2 separate regions of the Rattus norvegicus genome follow, and region 2 is linked to region 1. The links are chromatin contacts, called in public Hi-C maps. All regions are on one chromosome and are shown on one strand. The core of a region is the stretch at or near the end of the contact, and the rest is flanking DNA. Distances in the headings are between cores, read along the strand shown. Region 1 has its middle 27 kb from the start of Slc45a3. Region 2 overlaps Slc45a3 (solute carrier family 45, member 3).

What was found. A called contact is a pair of places that touch in the nucleus more often than the background predicts.
Region 2: a Hi-C map of liver shows a contact between it and region 1, with 7 times the contacts expected there. The contact joins two enhancer-like sites. A contact is called at or near these places in 10 of 12 Hi-C or Micro-C datasets (the A7r5 cell line, frontal cortex, hepatocytes and 5 more).

Annotation. Positions count from the first base shown.
Region 1 is chr13:45,928,429-45,936,164 of GRCr8, forward strand. It overlaps the pseudogene Ran-ps4. Among named protein-coding and RNA genes, the nearest start is that of Slc45a3, 27 kb to the right of the region's middle. Within about 2 kb of position 3,948, at least 8 of the 93 cell types and tissues checked have an H3K27ac peak or open chromatin away from gene starts, as enhancers often do. A contact at or near this core is called in liver, where this site is marked.
Region 2 is chr13:45,975,067-45,982,802 of GRCr8, forward strand. Slc45a3 (solute carrier family 45, member 3) reads left to right here. Exons shown (of 5, transcript NM_001135868.1): 3 at 1-128; 4 at 649-914; 5 at 3,006-4,697. The coding sequence ends at 3,443. Among named protein-coding and RNA genes, the nearest start is that of Slc45a3, 19 kb to the left of the region's middle. Within about 2 kb of position 3,560, at least 21 of the 93 cell types and tissues checked have an H3K27ac peak or open chromatin away from gene starts, as enhancers often do. A contact at or near this core is called in liver, where this site is marked.

The DNA of each region.
Region 1 (7,736 bases), core at 2,698-5,197:
GAACAAAACCACATGTTCATTTCATTAGATGCTGAGAAAGCATTTGACAAAATTCAACACCCCTTCATGATAAAAGCCCTGGAAAGAATAGGAATTCAAGGCCCATACCTAAACATAGTAAAAGCCATATACAGCAAACCAGTTGCTAACATTAAACTAAATGGAGAGAAACTTGAAGCAATCCCACTAAAATCAGGGACTAGACAAGGCTGCCCACTCTCTCCCTACTTATTCAATATAGTTCTTGAAGTTCTAGCCAGAGCAATCAGACAACAAAAGGAGGTCAAGGGGATACAGATCGGAAAAGAAGAAGTCAAAATATCACTATTTGCAGATGATATGATAGTATATTTAAGTGATCCCAAAAGTTCCACCAGAGAACTATTAAAGCTGATAAACAACTTCAGCAAAGTGGCTGGGTATAAAATTAACTCAAATAAATCAGTAGCCTTCCTCTACACAAAAGAGAAACAAGCCGAGAAAGAAATTAGGGAAACGACACCCTTCATTATAGATCCAAATAATATAAAGTACCTCGGTGTGACTTTAACCAAGCAAGTAAAAGATCTGTACAATAAGAACTTCAAGACTCTGAAGAAAGAAATTGAAGAAGACCTCAGAAGATGGAAAGATCTCCCATGCTCATGGATTGGCAGGATTAATATAGTAAAAATGGCCATTCTACCAAAAGCGATCTACAGACTCAATGCAATCCCCATCAAAATACCAATCCAATTCTTCAAAGAGTTAGACAGAACAATTTGCAAATTCATCTGGAATAACAAAAAACTCAGGATAGCTAAAACTATCCTCAACAATAAAAGGACTTCAGGGGGAATCACTATCCCTGAACTCAAGCAGTATTACAGAGCAATAGTGATAAAAACTGCATGGTATTGGTACAGAGACAGACAGATAGACCAATGGAACAGAATTGAAGACCCAGAAATGAACCCACACACCTATGGGCACTTGATTTTTGACAAAGGAGCCAAAACCATTCAATGGAAAAAAGATAGCATTTTCAGCAAATGGTGCTGGTTCAACTGGAGGTCAGCATGTAGAAGAATGCAGATTGATCTATTCTTGTCACCCTGTACAAAGCTTAAGTCCAAGTGGATAAAGGACCTCCACATCAAATCAGATACACTCAAACTAATAGAAGAAAAACTAGGGAAGCATCTGGAACACATGGGCACTGGAAAAAATTTCCTGAACAAAACACCAATGGCTTATGCTCTAAGATCAAGAATCGACAAATGGGATCTCATAAAACTGCAAAGCTTCTGTAAGGCAAAGGACACTGTGGTTAGGACAAAACGGCAACCAACAGATTGGGAAAAGATCTTTACCAATCCTACAACAGATAGAGGCCTTATATCCAAAATATACAAAGAATTCAAGAAGTTAGACCGCAGGGAGACAAATAACCCTATTAAAAAATGGGGTTCAGAGCTAAACAAAGAATTCACAGCTGAGGAATGCCGAATGGCTGAGAAACACCTAAAGAAATGTTCAACATCTTTAGTCATAAGGGAAATGCAAATCAAAACAACCCTGAGATTTCACCTCACACCAGTGAAAATGGCTAAGATCAAAAACTCAGGTGACAGCAAATGCTGGCGAGGATGTGGAGAAAGAGGAAAACTCCTCCATTGTTGGTGGGGTTGCAGACTGGTACAACCATTCTGGAAATCAGTCTGGAGGTTCCTCAGAAAATTGGACATTGAACTGCCTGAGGATCCAGCTATACCTCTCTTGGGCATATACCCAAAAGATGCCCTAACATATAAAAAAGACACGTGCTCCACTATGTTCATAGCAGCCTTATTTATAATAGCCAGAAGCTGGAAAGAACCCAGATGCCCTTCAACAGAGGAGTGGATACAGAAAATGTGGTACATCTATACAATGGAATATTACTCAGCTATCAAAAACAACGACTTTATGAAATTCGTAGGCAAATGGTTGGAACTGGAAAATATCATCCTGAGTGAGGTAACCCAATCACAGAAAAACACACATAGTATGCACTCATTGATAAGTGGCTATTAGCCCAAATGCTTGTATTGCCCTAGATGCCTAGAACAAATGAAACTCAAGACGGATGATCAAAATGTGAATGCTTCACTCCTTCTTTAAAAGGGGAACAAGAATACCCTTGGCAGGGAATAGAGAAGCAAAGATTAAAACAGAGACAGAAGGAACACCCATTCAGAGCCTGCCCCACATGTGGCCCATACATATACAGCCACCCAATTAGAGAAGATGGATGAAGCAAAGAAGTGCAGGCCGACAGGAGCCGGATGTAGATCGCTCCTGAGAGACACAGCCAGAATACAGCAAATACATAGGCGAATGCCAGCAGCAAACCACTGAACTGAGAACGGGACCCCTGTTGAAGGAATCAGAGAAAGAACTCGAAGAGGTTGAAGGAGCTCGAGACCCCTTATGAACAACAATGCCAAGCAACCAGAGCTTCCAGGGACTAAGCCACTACCTAAGGACTATACATGGACTGACCCTGGACTCTGACCTCATAGGTAGCAATGAATATTCTAGTAAGATCACCAGTGGAAGGGGAAGCCCTTGGTCCTGCTAAGACTGAACCCCCAGTGAACGTGATTGTTGGGGGGAGGGTGGCAATGGGGGGAGGATGGGAAGGGGAACACCCATAAAGAAGGGGAGGGGGAGGGATTAGGGGGATGTTTGCCCGGAAACCGGGAAGGGAATAACACTCCAAATGTAAATAAGAAATACTCAAGTTAATAAAAAAAATCTAAAAAAAAAAAATAATAATAAAAAAAAAAAGAAAGAAAGAAACAGTCAGCTTGACTTCACAGCAGTCATCTCCTCCTCTGCCAACAGAGGGCATGCCTGCTTTCTGGATCATTTTTCAGATGCTGTGCCATTACACCTGGCTCATCAATAACCATCTGTAGCTATAATCAGAAGACGGTGTAAGGCTTTGTGTACAGGGGGCATATGGGTGTGTCCTACCATCATTAGAAACTCTAAAACTTCCCTGCCTTCCCCCCTCAATCCCTACCACCACTCTGCCTACAGTGCTACGAATTAAACCTAGGGCCCTACACATAAGTAAAAGCTCCACCTTTAAACTGCATCCTCAGCCCTTCTGTTGCTGTTCTCTGCCATTTCCATATACCTCAGACATTTGAATCAGTCCAAAAAATATATATTAAAGATTTAATGAGAGGACAGGATTATGTCTATAGATAGTTATTAAGGGCCGGGCATAATGGCACTTGCCTTTAACACCAGGACATGGGAAGGAGAGGCAAGTGGACCTCTAGGTTTGAGACCAATCCAGTTTACACATAAGTCCCTAAACATCCAGAACTATATGTCTCAAATAGGATATGTATTAAAAACAATCAGCTTGACTTTAAGCCGTCGCCCTCTGCCAATAGAGGGCAGTGTTCACCAGCCAGACTTCTGCTCATTTTCAGATACTGTGTCTGATCCTCAGCACAGCCTGTCTCTTCTGCATTACCGACTATGATTGGTGTGTCCACTGGAGCATGCAGCAGTAGTCATCTGGGTTTTAAATGGGAAGTCAGATCTCCTGATTCTTAAACGTGCTCTCTCGTACTGTTCCCCCTCTTAGGATTCTGAAGTGTTGCAGACAACGTCCTAAAATGAATGTGGGCATTGTGGTTTCAAAACTCAGTGGTAACTCTTGTTTGGAGACAGGTGTTGACTTTTGCAGTTGCCCTTCACTTTGAAGGTTTTAGTCCGGACAAGTATTCACCCAGCAAATACAGAGCCTTGTTCTTTAGACTGTGGATCTGGCCACTCCTTACTCTTGATAGGGCGTGTTTCTCTTTCCCTCCATTCTCTCAGCCCAGTGGACAGCTACCCATTTTGACATGCTCTGTCTGGGCCACTGCCAAGAGAAATCTGTACTCTGGGGTGTGCTCCCTGTTTCGATAGTGAAGTCCTGGACAAATATTGTGGAATGCAAGCTGTGCTAATTCTGGGGACAGGGAGCCAGAGGGTGTAGCCAGAGTTTCCAGCCTAGTAAAGCAAATAGTTACTTTAAGCATGGTAACGAAATGTTGGAAATGATTGTTTGCCTTGACTTAGTGCTCTGAGCAGGTTGCAGTGATGATTTACTAAGGAACAGAGCAAGGAAGTGTGTGTACATGTGTGTTTGATAATGTTTTAGCTGTGTGTGTGTGTGTGTGTGTGTGTGTGTGTGTGTGTACACATATATATGCCTTTTCTGTCCAAACATAAGAAAGACAGCTCTTTAAGAGCTGGAGAAGCCAGTTGTGGTGGCGCACGCTGGTAGGATTTGCTGAAGGAAGCAGAGGCAGGAGGATCATGAGTTCTCGGCCAGCCTGGGCTACACACTTTGGGGTTGGGGATTTAGCTCAGTGGTAGAGCACTTGCCTAGCAAGTGCAAGGCCCTGGGTTCAGTCCCCAGCTCCAAAAAAGAAAAAAAAAAAAGGAGCTGGAGAAATGGCTCAATGATTAAAAACACGTTGCTCTTATAGAGGACCCAAGTTCTCTCATAACTGCCTGTTGGTAACTCTTGCTCCAAGGGATCCAATGCCTTTGGGCTTTGGAAACATCTGTGTTCATATTCCACCCCCCTCCCGTCTCTTTCACACACACACGCTCACACACACATTCTCACACTCACACTTTCTCACATACACTCACACACACACTCTTTCACACACACGCTCACACACACACTCTCACACACACATTCTCACACTCACACTTTCTCACATACACTCACACACACACACTCTTTCACACACACGCTCACACACACTCTCACACACTCTCTCTTACACTCTCACACTCTCTCATACACACACACACACACACTGAAGGGTTTTGTTGGTTGAGGTAGAGTGTTCTGTGTATGTCTAGTTGTATTTTTTCTTCTTGGACAGGAATAGGTAGTTTATATGTGTTCCTTTCTACATAATACTAGGGCGGGTAAGTAAAGTCATTGGTCCAAGAAAAAGGATGGTTTAAGTTTTAGGAGAAAATAATTCCTAGAGGACTAGATACATAGTGAGAGGTGATTCTTACCCACAAAGAGCCTAATATGTTTAGCGTAACAACTAACCAAAAGTAGATTTTGAAACACTGGTCTTTACTAAATGCAGACAGTGCCTCCTAACTCTGCAGCTCACTAATTTAACTGAAACACACACACACACACACACACACACACACACACAAATCTGTGGTTTTACTCCAAAGTAATTAAAAATGGTGACATAACAAAGCTCTTTTGTAAGACACTTAATATTTTCAAGGATTCAGCTGACATTCTGTTTGTTTTGTTTTTTGAGACATCTCACTGTGTAGCCTTAGTTGGCCTTGGACTCTGTAGACTGGGCTGGCCTTAAACTCAGATCTGCCTCCTGGGTGCTGAGATTAGAAGTGTGCACCATCAGGCCCAGCCCTGACATTCTGTTTAGGTACCTGGGAATTGGTACTCTAACGTCATATCTACTACATGGTTCATCCCAGTTACAAGCTCCGTGTTTTATCTCTGCCTCCTACATCTGTCCTAATTTGCCACTATTTCTTTTTCCTTCCCTTGTTGTGAACAAACAGTTCTTTTCCATAGGCTTAGATTTTTTCTGAGACAAATACATTATTTAGATATGAGCCAGTCCCCTGGAGGTGGATAGGGAGCCAGCTGTCCTGAAGAGAGCCACACAATTGGCCCGAATGCAAGACAAACAGCATTTCCTTGTAAACCTGGAACAATGCAGAACTTAGATTCCAAAGCTCTATTGTGAATGCTGGTCTGGCTTTAGGTATGCAGGATATAGACAGTATCTAGTTCAAGAATGTGGGTTATTGTCCTAGACCTTGCACAATGGGTCAGTGTTGGGCCATCGGCAAAGCAGGTTGTCATCTCTGGCACCCAGTATTCCTTGATTCCCTTCCCACCCACTCCCATGGAGCAATAAAATGTACTTGCCCTCCGGGCTACTCAGCCTGCTTTAGAAGTCAACACTGTTAAGCAGTCTGAAGTAGGTACTTGCTCTGGGAAAATTCAGCCTGAGTGGGGACACACTAGCAATGCAGTGGAAACAACAGTTCCTAGAAAGCCCATTCCTCAAAATTGGCAGGCACTTTTTATTGACAGAAATTACGGCAACTATATTCTAACACACCAACTGCATACACACACAACAACAACAGTGTGTCAGAGTTCTTGACAGGAATGAGTCTAAGCCGTTTAGGTCTCTGAACGTTGACGTGTCCAGTATTTTATGGCTTAGAACTAAAACTTGATAGAGACAATTATATTATCTCAGAAAACTGACCTGAGCAGCTCAGAAAACGAGAAGGTATGGGGGCAGTGGAGTCTCCCAGAGTACTCAGTGTAGCACAAGAGGTTTGATTTCCCACACCCCAACACATGGTCCCACCCTGACCCAGTGACTTCAGAGAAGCCTTGGGGCTGGTCTTGATAAGTTAGAAGATCAATTTACAGGAAGATCTTGAGCAAGTCACGAGCCTCTCCACCCCTCAACTCCCCTGCCCTCTTCTACGATGAGGCTATAAGGGACCGCAGCTTCAGTTGGACAGGCGCGGAGACGCTTTCGGAAGCCGCTCTCTCGCGCAGGATCGTCACGATGGCCGCCCATGGAGAGCCGCAGGTCCAGTTCAACCTCATCCTGGTGGGCAACAGCAGCATGGGGAAGATGACATTCATGAAGTGCCACTTGATGGGCAAGTTTGAGAAGAAGAATGTAGCCACCCTGGGCATGGAGGTGCAAACCTCATCCTCCATACCAATAGAGGCCCATCAAGTTCAACATGTGGGACACAGCAGGCCAGAAGAAGTTCGGGGGACCTGCGCAATGGCTGCTACATCCAAGCCCAGTGTGCCATTATAATGTCTGACATAACATCAAGAGTTACTTACAAGAACGTATCTAACTGGCATAGAGATCTGGTACGCATGTGTGAAAACATCCCCCATTGTATTGTGTGGCAACAAAGTGGATATTAAAGACAGGAAAATGAAGGCAAAATCTATTGTCTTCCACCTAAATTAGAATCTTCAGTGCTATGACATTTCTGGCAAAAGTAACTACAACTTTGAAAAGCCTTTTTCCTCTCTGGCTTGCCAGAAAGCTCATTGGAGATCCTAACTTGGAGTGCGTTGCCATGCCTGCTCTTGCCCTACCTGAGGTGGTCGTGGACCCAGCTTTGGCAGCACAGTACGAGTATGATTTAGAGGTGTCTCAGACGACTGCTCTCCCGGATGAGGATGATGGCCTGTAAGAAAGTGAAGCTGGAGCGCTGTGTCAGAAGTCTGGTTTTATAGGCAGCTGCCCTGCGACGTCAGCGGTGCAGCGCGTGCGCCACCTTATTTAGCTGAGCAGACCGCGTACTTCATTGGGAGGCTGAAGGAGACGAATGGGCCTCGGAGTGAATGTGGCAGTTAAACATACCTTCATTTTTTTTTTTTTAATCTTTTTGGACTTGCATATTTAGCTGTTTGGAACAGAGTCGTTTCCTTCCTGAATTTCAAAGATAAGACTGCTGCAGTCGCATCACAATATTCAGTGGTGAAATCTTGTTTGTTACCGTCATTCCCGTTCTTTTCGTTTAGAACCAGAATAAAGTTGTATTTCAAATAACCTAAAAAAAAAAAAAAATGGGACCGTCGGGCCTGGGACCGTTTTTCCACTTCAAAGGACCTCGCAGTCCGAGGGAGGCTG
Region 2 (7,736 bases), core at 2,310-4,809, 46 kb after region 1:
CGAGCTGTGCAGCTGGATGGCACTTATGACTTTCACACTGTTCTACACGGACTTCGTGGGAGAGGGGCTGTACCAGGGTGTCCCCAGAGCAGAGCCAGGTACCGAGGCCCGGAGACACTATGATGAAGGTGAGTCTTTGGCACCAGTGGGAACCGCTGTTGGCCACTGTCCTGTAGAGGACAGGCCAGGGTTGGGAGATGCTCACAGCCTGGACCATGGCTGATGACTACTCTCTGGGCCCCAGCCCCCTGTCAGTAAAGGGAAAAGGATCTATGTGCGGTGGTTCATGAGCACAGCTGCCCTCTTTGTTGTCTCATTAGGGCTACTAGGTCTGTGTGACTCCAATTCCATGGGGCCTTTGCTCTTCTGCGTGCTTTCCTCACCATGCCTTCTAGTTCGGCATTCCACAGAACTGTCTTAGAGCCAGTGTGGGGGCCATTTTGTGATCCTCACCCCCTCCTCCCTTACACACCTGGCACCTCGTCCTTCAACAGCCCCGGGCCACATTCGCTAATTGCAATCTAGATGCGGTCTTGCAGGCAGGTGGGGAGGGACTGGGGAGTGGATGCCCCTGGATACTAGTGTCTAGCTCCCCTAGATTGTGTAGGGTCCTTACCCCACTTCTTCCCTCCCTCCCCCCCCCCCCAGGCATTCGAATGGGCAGCCTGGGGCTCTTCCTGCAGTGTGCCATCTCCCTGTTCTTCTCCCTGGTCATGGACAGGCTGGTACAGAAGTTCGGCACACGGTCAGTCTACCTGGCCAGTGTGATGACCTTTCCCGTGGCTGCCGCTGCCACGTGCCTGTCCCACAGCGTGGTTGTAGTGACAGCCTCAGCTGCCCTCACCGGGTTCACCTTCTCAGCCTTGCAGATCCTGCCTTACACGCTCGCCTCCCTCTACCATCGAGAGAAGCAGGTACTCCCATTGGCTAGATTCGGGGGGTGGGGTAGGGTGGGGGGCTGAGAATGTGGTGTCTGATAAGAGACGTTGGAAAAGACTTGGCTTTCTCCGACCAGAGAGGACAGCTGGGGCCAGAGGATATGGCCACTGAAGAAGTGTGGATTAGATTCTAGGAATGACTTCCTGGCTTTAGAACTAGAAAGCACTTGAGTGGATGATTGCAGGAAGGGCAGCCCTCGCTTGGCATCCTGGAGAGTAAGCATACCACGGAAGTCCTTTATTCAGGGCTGCATTATTATATCCAGAGGTGGAGTGTGGGTCCCTGGCGTGTGGCTGCAGCAGGTGGCAGTGGGAATAGCCTGGCCTTAGCTATTCTTGCAGAGAGGCAATGTGATCAATCTGTGTCCCCCTTGCTGCAAGATGGAGGAGGCTTCTTCCTGCCCCTCTTTCTAGTTTACCTTCTAATCCCGTGTCCCTCTCTGTCCCTCTTCTCTCCCTGCTTTCCTCTTTTGCATCCACCCTTTTCCTCAATCCCACTCAGTGCACGTCTGAGCCTGACATACTGACTTTCTTTACCTGAGCAATAAACTGTGGGTTGGGGGGTGTTCGGGGGGTGCTTGGGGGTATTGGGGGGGGTGTTGGGGCGCTGGCATCTTGTTCACTCCATGCTAACCAGTCCCTGCAGAAGGCCCTCTTCCTTGGGAGGCGTCCTGACTTAAACAGCATGCTCACCCTGTCTCCGGCTCTGTCCTCACTGAGCTTAAGGACCTGGATTCAGAACTCCACCAGAAGATTAGGGGAGAGGCCACAGCCCTTCCCTACTAGAGTTTTCAGAGTTAGGAACGACCTGGCCCAGGCTGCAGCTAGTAGGCTGGTTTGTTGGGCAGTAATTTGCAGGGTGGTGGGGACTGGGCTGGTAATGGGAACCTGGTCCCTCCTGTTGGCTTTCATGAAGCTCTGGGCTGGGGCTTTAAAAACTGCCGTCCAAAGATGAGGCTTGAGCACCTGCAGTTAGGCCAGGACTAACCTTCCTCTCTGTACTGAGGAGCAGGTCTGCCCTCAGGGACATCTCTGGTTGGTAGGCAGCCTTACTGGTCTTTCCTTGGATGACAGATAGGAAAAAGGGGTCTATAGCATCAGCTGGGAACAGGCTTGGACCTGAATACTGTCCAACTGTCCTTTACCACTTCCTGAGTTACGGGATGAGTTGACAAGTTGTGTGTTTCTCTGGCATTGCCTGGGAGCTTCCAGCTCTCTGGTGCAGCCAGCCCCGTCAGCCTTCTGTGCTAGACACTGCCTGGCACAGGGACCAGTATGGGCTGAGGCCTTGTCTTGTCCTTCAGTTAGACACCCCAGGCCGCTGGGGCTTGGGGTTGGGGTTGGGGTTGGGGTGGTTCTCTAGTCTCAGGCAGCCTACAGGAAGAAACTGAAAAATTTCAGGGTCAGGCAGCTGGGCTGCAGAGGTCACCAAAAAAGATCTTCCTGCTGCCTCTCCCTTTTGCAGGCCCAATTACTGGGCTCTCCCTGGCCAGAGGCCAAGGCAGTGACCTCATGTCAGATGGTTTTCTTCAGTCAGGTCTGGACCCTATAGGGGCAGACAGTGAAGAATTCTATGGAGGTCTTCTTCCCTATGGCCCAGTGAAGAAAGTGTGTGCAGGGGGTTGAGGTAGTCTGTGTGGAACTGGAGACCTTGCAAATGCCTCCTTTTGGCACCCCCCCCCCTTTCTGTGTCTCGCTTCTGTCTGTTTCACTCTTCCTATCTTTTCTAGAGAGGGTTCCGCACTTTTCTCAACCTGTGGATTTATGTTGACTGACTTCTTATATATTCTAAGAAAAGCTAGAATAGACTTCAGGCTTCAAATTTGCTCCTTTCCTCCAACCATGTTGAGGGGGGAGCTGGGGGGGGGCTGAGGGAGGAGGGGTTCTGTTTAGATCCACATCAAGTAGCCTTTCCTCTTAGGTTTTGGATTTTCTCTTTCCCTGAAAGCCAGTTGCCTGGTTTCATATAGCCCTTGGTTAGGGGCAGTGAAGGGCCTGTTGTCAGATCCGGGAACCCCTGCATCTGAATACACACACCTTTGTTTCCTTTTTTGTCCCCACCCTCAGGTGTTCCTGCCCAAATACCGAGGGGACGCTGGAGGTGGTAGCAGTGAAGACAGCCAAACAACCAGCTTCTTGCTAGGCCCTAAGCCAGGAGCTCCCTTCCCCAATGGACACGTGGGCCCTGGCGGCAGCAGCATCCTGGTGCCCCCACCTGCACTCTGTGGGGCCTCTGCCTGTGATGTCTCCATGCGAGTGGTAGTGGGTGAGCCACCTGAAGCCAAGGTTGTTACTGGACGGGGCATTTGCCTGGACCTTGCCATCCTGGACAGTGCCTTTCTGCTGTCCCAGGTGGCTCCGTCCCTGTTCATGGGCTCCATTGTCCAGCTGAGCCACTCTGTCACTGCCTATATGGTATCAGCTGCAGGCTTGGGTCTGGTCGCCATTTACTTTGCTACACAGGTAGTGTTTGACAAGAATGACTTGGCCAAATACTCACTGTAGAATTCTGTAAGGCATCAAAGAAGAGGATCTGCCTCCCCGGTTCTCAGCCCCAGAGGGCTGCAGAGCTGGTCTCTTTCCGGTCTCTGTTGCCCTGAGTGGCTCTCCACTGCCATCCGAAGGCAGTGAGGTGTATGGCTGCACAGGTTGGAGCTTTTGGCTCTGGCTTCAGAGTCTGCCTGGCCTCCTGGCGGCTTCCCACTTGGGTCTGAAGTTCTGCAGGGATGCAAATGCAGTCTGTATAGGTGCTTTATCAAGGCTCCAAGTGAACGGCTAACCTCCTGCTTGAGTCACCAGAGGAAGGGCATGGGGGGCCCGAATGAACTTCCCCTTCAAGTCCCTTGTCCAGTTCCTGCCGCTGTGGCTCTTGCATGAGCGTTTCCTCCATGGGGCTCTACGCCCTCCACGGGCCTCCACGGGGCTTCACGGGGCGGAAGTTGGAAGGACCCTAGTGGGCAAGATGAAGCCTCGCGATCCACAGCGCTGCCTTTCTGCTGAGCCCCCCACCCCCACTCATTTCAGGAAATGGCTCGGCTTGTCGGCCCTTGCATTGACACGGGCCTTTAAATATTTAACTTATTTATTAACGAATAAGAAGGAAATTCATACCCAGCCTTTTTAACGTTGTGCCTAGGAGTTGAGTAGGGTGGGATCCCCCAAAACTGGTTCCCCCGAAATAGTTGGTCACTGTGCTAGATATTGCCAGACTCCTCTTCCGGGGTGATAGATGTGGTCCCCCAAACCGCCCAGTACCTTGGGCAATCTATTCTTCCCGATTGAGAGCCATAAGATGCCCCGACTCAAGACTGGCCATTGAGGGAAAGTGGAATGGGACCCAAGGTCTCCTCAGCCTTCTAAAACCCAATTTTCTCTTGACCTAATTGGTTCCCTGATTGCTCGCTGCTCCCTATGGGAATGGACCATGAAGAGATTGCCCTTCCAAGTCTAGCCACTGGCTTCAGGACCTCTCTGTGGGGCTTGTTGAACCCTAAGCACAAATGTGTTTCCTTAGGCCTCTGCCCATCTCAGCCTCTGGGGCAAATCTGTCACAGCCTGGGGAAATCTCACACAAACTCAGGAGTACTCCCCGCCAGAGCCAGTGAGCTCATCGTGTCTGGGGGGGAGTTCAGTGCTGATTGCAATAATGTTATCTATGTCTTATTTATTTAGCAGAGTAAATATTTTATACCGTATGTGATAAATCAGAGTATAATGTTTATGGTAATGAAATTAAAAGCTTCGTATATGTTTACTTGATATGTGTCTGCCTTTTCTGTGAGTGGAGGAAGCCATTCTAAAACCAGCCTCACGCCATTCCTAGGGGACTCTTAGCTTTGGCAGCATCAGTTCCCATGCGTGGCCAGCAGATGGAGCCATGGACCATGCAGGCCTAGGGGATTGAGGGTAGCGGACAGGAAGAGTCAAGGGCAGTGCCACGCAGTTTTCTTTTTCAAATGGGGGTCACAGAAGATGGAGCATTCACAGCAAGGCCGCTAGGAGTGCGCCTGGCATTTGGAGGTGGGATTTCAGCATTATGGTTTCGTGACAATGTTCTTACACATCATACTCTTCACTGCAGCCTCTAGTCAAGCCCAGTCCTTCCTGCCTTGCCATCTCTCTGGGCTGTCCGCCCTGACTGGCTCTCCTTCCCTTGACATTCTAGAGTGGTCAGCACAGTTAATACCCACAAAAGGACTCATTTACTTTTTAAACTGTTTTCTGTGGGGCTGGAGAAGATGGCTCAGTGGTTAGGAGCACATACTCTTCTCGCAGAGGACCCAAGCCTGGTTCCCAGGGCCTGTATCAGGCAGCTCAAAACTAACTCCAGTCCAGGTGATCTGATGCCCGTCAGACTTCCTCATACAGACACATACATTGTCTTTGCCAGGGTTTCTATTCCTGCACAAAACATCATGACCAAGAAGCAAGTTGGGGAGGAAAGGGTTTATTCAGCTTACACCTCCACACTGCTGTCCATCACCAAAGGAAGTCAGGACTGGAACTCACACAGGGCAGGAATTGGAGGCAGGAGCTGATGCAGAGGCCATGGAGGGATGTTACTTACTGGCTTGCTTCCCCTGGCTTGCTCAGCTTGCTTTCTTATAGAACCCAAGACCACCAACCCAGGGACGGTACCACCCACAATAGGCCCTCCCACCCTTGATCGCTATTGAGAAAATGCCTTACAGCTGGACCTCATGGAGGCGTTTCCTCAGGGGAAGCTCCTTTCTCTATGGTAAGTCTAGCTTGTGTCACACAACACCAGCCAGTACATGCAAATGCCAATAAAATATTACAAGGAAGTTCTCTGTGTTATCTAACTTTATTGTGAAAATTGTCAAAGAGTAACACGGGTGGTATAACCAGACCCCAGCTTCACAGCTCAAACCCTGTGGTTTCAGTTCCTTTACAGGGTCTATTTTTAAAGTTATATACCAGGCCATTTTACTTCACTTGTAAAAGTTTGGTATGTGGCTCCAAGAAAAGGACTTTGCTCAGTGGCTAGGAGCATTTACTGCTCTTCTAGAGAATCAGAGTTCTGTGCCTAGCATCCACAAGCTCCAGTAACTCCAGCGCTTGGGGAGTTGATCACCCTCTTTCTGCCTCTGCCGGCACCCACATGCACACATGCACACACACGACTTAAAAACAGACTGTTTAGGGCTGGAGAGATGGCTCAGCAGTTAAGAGCACCCGACTGCTCTTCCAGAGGTCATGAGTTCAATTCCCAGCAACCACATGGTGGCTCACAACCATCTGTAAAGAGATCTGATGCCCTCTTCTGGTGTATCTGAGGATAGCTACAGTGTACTTATATATAATAAAATAAAAAATAAATCTTAAAAAAAAAAAAAAACAGACTTTAAATTACTTGACCATAAGCCGTGTTATCTAACGAAGCATAGAATAGTTACTAATTATTCAGGTCGGGTACAGATGCCAAAGGAGAGTGGGTCTTACTGTTGGCTGGTGCAGTGGTTCGAATAAGAGTGGCCCCTCTAGGCTCATATATTTGAATGCCTAGTCGTCACCATGGCACTACTTGAGAGGGAGTAGGAGATTCTTTCAGCCTTGTTGGAGCAAGTGTGTCACTGGGGGTGGGGGTGAGGAGGACTTTGAGGTTTCCAAAGCTCAAGTCAGGTCCAGTGTTGTTTCCTTCCTGCCGCCTGCAGACCCATATGTAAAACTCTCAGCTCCTCCTTCAGCACCACATCTCCCTGCACGCCGCCATGCTTCCTTCATGATGATAACGGACTGAACCTCTGAACCTGTAAGGAAGCCCCAATTAAATGTTGTCCTTTATAAAAGTGTGGTCATGGTGTCTCTTCACAACTGACCATGACAGTTGGTTTAAAGCAGGTGCTAGTTTATAAACATTACCTTTAGTTGCTTTGCCACATTGTTTTCTACATTCCCGGGTGCCCCCAACCCCCTTTTTACTCTTTTTAGCCTGCCATTTAAGAGCCATGGGCTTTTCCTGCAGTGTTGCCTACACTCCATATTGGGCTGGCTGTTTCCTCCTAGTATCTGCCTGTCTTCACTTCTCAGTGCTGGACTCCCAGACACAAACACACAGCCACGCCTGACATTTTATGTGGGTGCCAGGGATTTGAACTCAGAACCTCATGCTTGCAGAACAAGGGCTCTTAGCTACTGAGCCATCTCCTTAGCCCTGGGGAAAATTTTTTATATTTTTCTTTCATGTTAGGGCATAAGTGAATCTCATCTTTTGCACTGGGTTCTGTCTCCTAAGTCTCATAATCTGTAGTTAGTGGCTGTTCTGTTCTGTTTTGTTTTTCTTTGAAATCTGTTAATAAACTGGGAGGGTTATGCTAGAGATGTCTTGTGTTCCCATAGCGATTCACATTTTCATTTATTTTTGAGACAGTCTCAGACTTGGAATTATTTTTTACATTTATTAATTTTGTGTAAATGGGGGAGGTTATATTCTAGGAGAGTCGGGGGGATTGCCTCAGTACTTCTATCATATGGGTCCTAGGAGTTGAACTCAGGTCTTCAGACTTTGCAGCAGACACTCTCACTGACTAAGCCATTTCGCCAGCCTGGCCATGAACTGCTGATCCCCTTGATCCTTTTGCTTCCACCTTTTGAGTGCTAGGATTGCAGATGTTTGCCGCAGAGCTGCTCACCCAGTACTGGAGCTTTGTGCGGACTAGGCAAACGCACTAACGACGCAGCCTCGTCTCTAGTCCTTATGTGTTCTTATTGTCCTTGTGCTATCTGAAAACTGGTGTTTGCGTCAGACTAGAGAGATGTGGTTCGTTTTTGTGAGAA